2 separate regions of the Pan troglodytes genome follow, and region 1 is linked to region 2. The links are chromatin contacts, called in public HiChIP or PLAC-seq maps. All regions are on one chromosome and are shown on one strand. The core of a region is the stretch at or near the end of the contact, and the rest is flanking DNA. Distances in the headings are between cores, read along the strand shown.

Evidence for each region. HiChIP or PLAC-seq counts read pairs in DNA pulled down with a chosen protein or histone mark.
Region 1: a contact with region 2 is called in an H3K4me3 HiChIP or PLAC-seq map of stem cell-derived excitatory neurons, with 2.5 times the contacts expected there. The contact joins the promoter of CLOCK here to the promoter of EXOC1 in region 2.

Annotation. Positions count from the first base shown.
Region 1 is chr3:74,306,766-74,309,465 of NHGRI_mPanTro3-v2.0_pri, reverse strand. CLOCK (clock circadian regulator) reads right to left here and starts at 1,368. Exons shown (of 23, transcript XM_001144028.7): 1 at 1,175-1,368.
Region 2 is chr3:73,995,108-73,997,807 of NHGRI_mPanTro3-v2.0_pri, reverse strand. It overlaps EXOC1 (exocyst complex component 1), which reads left to right and starts at 1,438. Exons shown (of 18, transcript XM_526621.9): 1 at 1,438-1,711.

The DNA.
Region 1 (2,700 bases), core at 119-2,618, 310 kb before region 2:
AATCTGATTTGATCTTTCATCTGCCAGGTCAGAGACTAGGCTTTTATCTTGCAGAATTAGGCTCACCTACCATCAACAAGAGGACCTCCACAAAGCTACAAACACTTTCAAAGAATATAAACTCTGCGGCGCTGCGTGTAGGAAATTACACTCCAGGGGCCAGAGCGCCAGAGCCAACTCCAGAAAACCCAGCTTCACTGGCGGAAAGAAATCTACAAACGCCAGCGGCGGTGACGGGGAACGGGAAGCGCGGGTGGACGGAAGAAGAGAAACCGAGCGCCTCGCCGCCAACCCTCGAACCCGCGCGCGGTCGCTGGAGTCAGACGCTAAGAGCCGCGCGCTGCCCAGGGACGGAACCCCGGAACCACGACCACTAACGGAACCAGCCCGCGGCCGGCAACCGCGGCCGTTCGGACTGCGGACTGCGGCACGCGGGCCGGGCGCCGGGAGGGCGGGGGTTCCCCGGAGGAGCTGGCCGCCCCGGCGCCCCATTAGGCGCTGCTCCAAACGTGCCCGAGTGGTGACAGGAATAAAGTGGGTCACAAGGCCTAGCGGGTCCCCAGCGAAAGCTCTCTCGGCACCCGGTCCCCGTCTTTCCCCGCCTCCCAGCTGCTGGAATCGGCCGCAGCTCCGGGCGCCCTCAAGCCGCCCGGCCCCGCCGTGCACCCCACTCCCGCCCCTGCCCCGCAGGTAACCCCAGCTGCCCCAGAGGGCCTCTCAGGCAGGGCGGGCCTCGGCCCGAAGTCCCGGGAAAAGACACACTAGAACGAGACGCCAAACTAGGGCTTCAGCTCCCGCCTTCCCCACCCTTGGCCGCCGCCCCCCGGCCCCACACACGCCGCCCCCCGCTCCCTCCCCTTCCCCGCGCCCTCACCGTGTGGCTTGCGGCGGCTCCGGCTTCTTCCCTCCCCCACCCAGGTCTCCCGCTGCGGTGACTCGGAACCACTACCCCGCCTGTGTTCAGGAGGCGCCGCGGCTCCCACCTCCAGCAGCACCTGGGGCTGTGAGTGGCGCCCCCCACCCACCCCCCCAAAAATTCGCCGCTCCTGTGGCCAGCTCCTCCTCCCCCTCCCTTCCCTTCCCCTCCTCCACCAGCCCGGGAGCGCGCATGCGCCGCCAAGGAAGCCAACCGGCACTCGGCAGGCCCTGGGCCCACCGGGCGGGCGCCTCTCACCGGGAGCGCTCGCGGCGGCGGCGGCCAGATTTCCTTCGCGCTCTCGCTCTCCGGGGTTTCCTTTTTTAAACCGGCAGCCGCAAGCCGAGTCCGTGATTGCGCCCCCTCCCGGCGCATGCGTCGTCAGCGACCCAGCGGGCTCAGACGGCCGGCGGAGGCTCTGCGCTCGCCCCTCCCCTCACTCTCCCTTCCCCAGCGCGGCTCGGTGCGCATGCGACTTGCCCCGTTAGGCAGCACGGAGCCGCGCCAGGGGATCCCGGACGCCCGAAGAGACTCCCGCGCCCCTTGGGCCGAAATCTGGCTCTGCAGGCGCACCGTTCCCTGCCCCGGCCGGGAAGGGCGCCGGTTACTAGAAAGCCGGGGAGGCGGGGCCTGGTCGGGTGGAGGGCGCGGCCGGCCGGCTGAGCGCTAGCCTTAGGTCCTGGAGGCTCTTTGGCTTTCCCCCCGTATGCCGGGGGCTAGGAGGAGGAAGAAGAGCTTCCTGCCGGATGAGGGATCCAGAGGCCAAAAAAGGAACCCGCTCTCCCTTCCAAAGCAAAACACTGCCGACGCCAGCTTAGATTTTTCGGGTGTTGGCAGGAGACTTTTTCCCCCAGTGGCATCATTCGTGTTTCCTCTCCTGGTGCTGGGAGAGAAGAGTTGCAAAGGCGCCTGGACCGCCAGTAACATCTCCCATCTCCTGAGGGAGCGCGGCTTGGGTTGCTTCTTCTTGGTGGGTGGGCCTGGGGAGACAGGGCATGCGCCCTCGGCCAGAGGAGGGAAGCGAAAGGAGGTCGGGATTTATTTGCTCATTTGGAGATTTTTCCCTTGCCCTTTTATTAAAAACCAAGTGACAGTGTAATGGAAGATGGAGAATGAAGCATCAGAAATAAACCAGGACCCTAATTTGCATGGATTTCCTCGTTGGAACAACGTGTGACTACTACTTATCTTAGGGAAATTACTTACCTTGACGCGTTAAGGCACATTTGGTCCACATGAGAAAGCACATTTCAGTGCTTCTACTGGAAAAGAGATCTTTACAGTCTTAATTCCTAGTAATTCCTATGTTTTAATGAATATCTTTTGGATTTGAAATAAAAGCCATCTTTTTCTTTCAAAAAATGCACTTTTCTGGCCATAAAATCCTCCCTTTAAAGTAACAGTCACCTCAGTAAACATTTTCAATTCTTGCTGTATGCTCTGGGCAAAAGAACATCAAACTGAAGCACTTATTCAGATCCTTGATCCTGCACCTAAGGATTTTTCTTTCAGGAGTGGGAAAACATGATTTGTTAATTTACCCCATCATATAGCAGAAGATATTTTGGTCCACATTTTTGCCTGTTCAGCATTCATTCCCTATTCTGATAATTTCTTTTGAAGAACTATCATTTATCCACTCTCAGTCCATATGGTCTGAGCAGGACACAAGGGGAAGGCATATTTGAGTTTAATCCTCGGTTGCAAACTACAGTTCCTAAGAAGGGTGTTACCTCTTTACCAATGGGTTTAAATCTGGGAGAATGGAGACCTGGAGCCATCTT
Region 2 (2,700 bases), core at 189-2,688:
AGTGTGAAGCAGTTAATGCCCAAGGGCATTAACCTTCGATCAAAGAGGAGAGGAGCCGACATACAAATGCTTCCTCCATTCTATCCTTTAATGGACAGTTCTGAGACTCATTTCATAAAGCTTCTTAGAAGGTCCTAAGGGACTGAGAATACATTCAAATATGGTGATGACCAATTCAGTAACACATTCTTATACTGCATCTCCCTCTTTTTTGTTTTGTCTTCTTCCTCTTCCCTCATTTTGCTCCCTGGGATCAAATTTCCAAATAAACTGTTGCATATAAGTGTCACTTTGCAGGGAATCCAAGAGGAGAGAGGATAATTTAATTTTTGGACACACACGTTTGAGGTGTCTATAAGACATCCAAGTGGAAATGTCAGGCGATGGGCAGTATATACACAAATCTTGAGGTTCAAGAAAGAGATCTAGGCTCCTGAAATGCAATTCATTTCCCAACTTTGAGGAGGGCTATAAACATACAGGTAAATAAAAGAAAGATAATAGGACCAAAAAACACATGCAGTTGTCATAGAGTGTCCACAGTAAGCATTCCGGTGCCAAGCAGGAAAGGGTCTTTGTAAAGATATAACCAGATCCTGCTCTTAAAAGGGAAGTTATTTGATGAAAGTGAAAAGTATTCTAACTACTGTTTGCTCATTTAAATTTCTAGCACACTTATCTGATCTGTACCTCTCTTTGGTCACTTATTTTGTGTCCTATTTTATACATATTTGTACCTACACCTTGTCTAGTCCTACCACACTGTGAACTCCTTTAGGTTAAGATTCATGCCTGAATCACCTCTGTACCTGGAATCAAAGTGCCTAGCATTAAAAAAAAGGTGCCAGGAATATGGAATAAATAAAACACCCACCTCGCAACCAGCAACATTGGCATCATTTATGCCTCCCAAACTTAAATATGCATAAGCATCATCTTGCTAAGATGCAGATTCTGATTCAGTAGATCTGAAGTGAGCCAGAGAGGCCGCATTTCCTAAAAAGCCCCCAGATGATACCCAAGCAGCTGATCCACGGACCACACTTTGAGTATCAAGGTCATGAGGACAATGGTTCTTGACCTTAGCTGCATATGAGAATCATCTGGGAAGATATTAAAAGTACTGATGTCTGGGTCCCACCCGCAGAGATTCTGATTTAACTCATTTAAGCTCTCCAAGGTTTAAGTAGCAAAGATCTAGAGTTAATAGAGCTTTACATATGAAAAAAGAAAACATTTAATCGAATTTCTTCTTAAATGAATTGCTGCAAATATCTGAATAAATAACTCTTAATCCCCAACTCCCAAGTCAGTTTCTGTGCCACAAAGGCCCCGCCCCTGCCCTTCCCTGACACGCCCCTCCAATGAGGCCTTGTTCCACCTGGCCACGCCCGTCGGTTGGCGCTCCGCCCCTGCCCTTCCCTGACACGCCCCTCCAATGAGGCCTTGTTCCGCCTGGCCACGCCCGTCGGTTGGCGCCCCGCCCCTCCGCGTCTATTGGTCGCTCCCTTTTTCCCCGGTCGCTTCTTCTTCCTTCTCTACGGGGTCAACTTCCGGCGCGGAGTTTGTCACATGCCCGGATATAGGAAGTGTTGGGGGAAGGGCCGCTTCCCGTTCAACGCTTTATTGAGGGGCGCATCCTAGTGGCCCCCATCCGGTCTCCGTTTTGGAAGACCTGCCTCGGCACAGCCAGGCTCAGTCCGGCCTTGCGGTAAGCCTTCGGCCGCGGCTGCCCGGTAGTCCCGGCGGCGGCGGCGGACAGACGAGCTGACAGGCACCAGGGTCTAAGGCGGCTCCTCAGTCCGGCTGCTGTCTCCACGCCTGGGGCCGGGCACCGCTCCTTCTTACCTTCCTTTCCCCGTTTGTCCCGGTAAGACGAAGTTTGGTCAGAGCATTCTCCAGCCCCTTGTCCTCGGGTCTAGGAGAATGCGGAGCTGGGAGGGCAGTCCTCACGCGCCCCATTACGGTTCCGCCCATCGGAACCAGATTTTCTTTGTGCAAAATGACCCTGATCGTAAGCTCTTTGGCGTGGACCAGGAGAGGAGAGCGTGACTGTGCCTTCCTCTTTGTCCAAATTCACATCCCGGCTCCCCAACCCCAACTCCCCCCCACCCCCCGCCAAATCTCTTAAGTGTATTTCTCTATTTCCTTGCACAGTTTTATCTTCTAGATGACAATGCTTCATGCACTGATATATCTCAGCAGCATACAGGGCCCAGTGCACACGGGCACTCACGCTGACCGGCTATTTGTCACACAGTGTAGTGGTCCAACTGAGCTGAAGGAAACAACCAGTACAGAGTAAGCAGTGGCTGGCTGCCTTTGGAACGTGGTCAGACATGGGTTCTCAGACCTGGAGAATAATTTTAGAGGACCTCTAGGGATTTATTTACTGACTTTCAGAAAAGTACCGTAAAGACTGAAGAGTTAATCACTCGACTCTTAGGATGTAAATGCCATAGAAACACCCGGCTTCAGGTCTTCATAAACATATCTGTCATGTTGACTACTGTAACCTAGAATAGTGTCTGCCACCTAATAAGCATGAGTATTTGCTGAATGAATGAAGAGTCACATACTGCTTTTCATTATGGCTAACTCCTTTATGAGGTATGCCCAATCCTGTCTTGTTTTGCCGCTTACTGTACACTCAGTTGCTTTTAGCCAGAGAAGGAGTATGTGGTAAACGTTGGTCCCTAT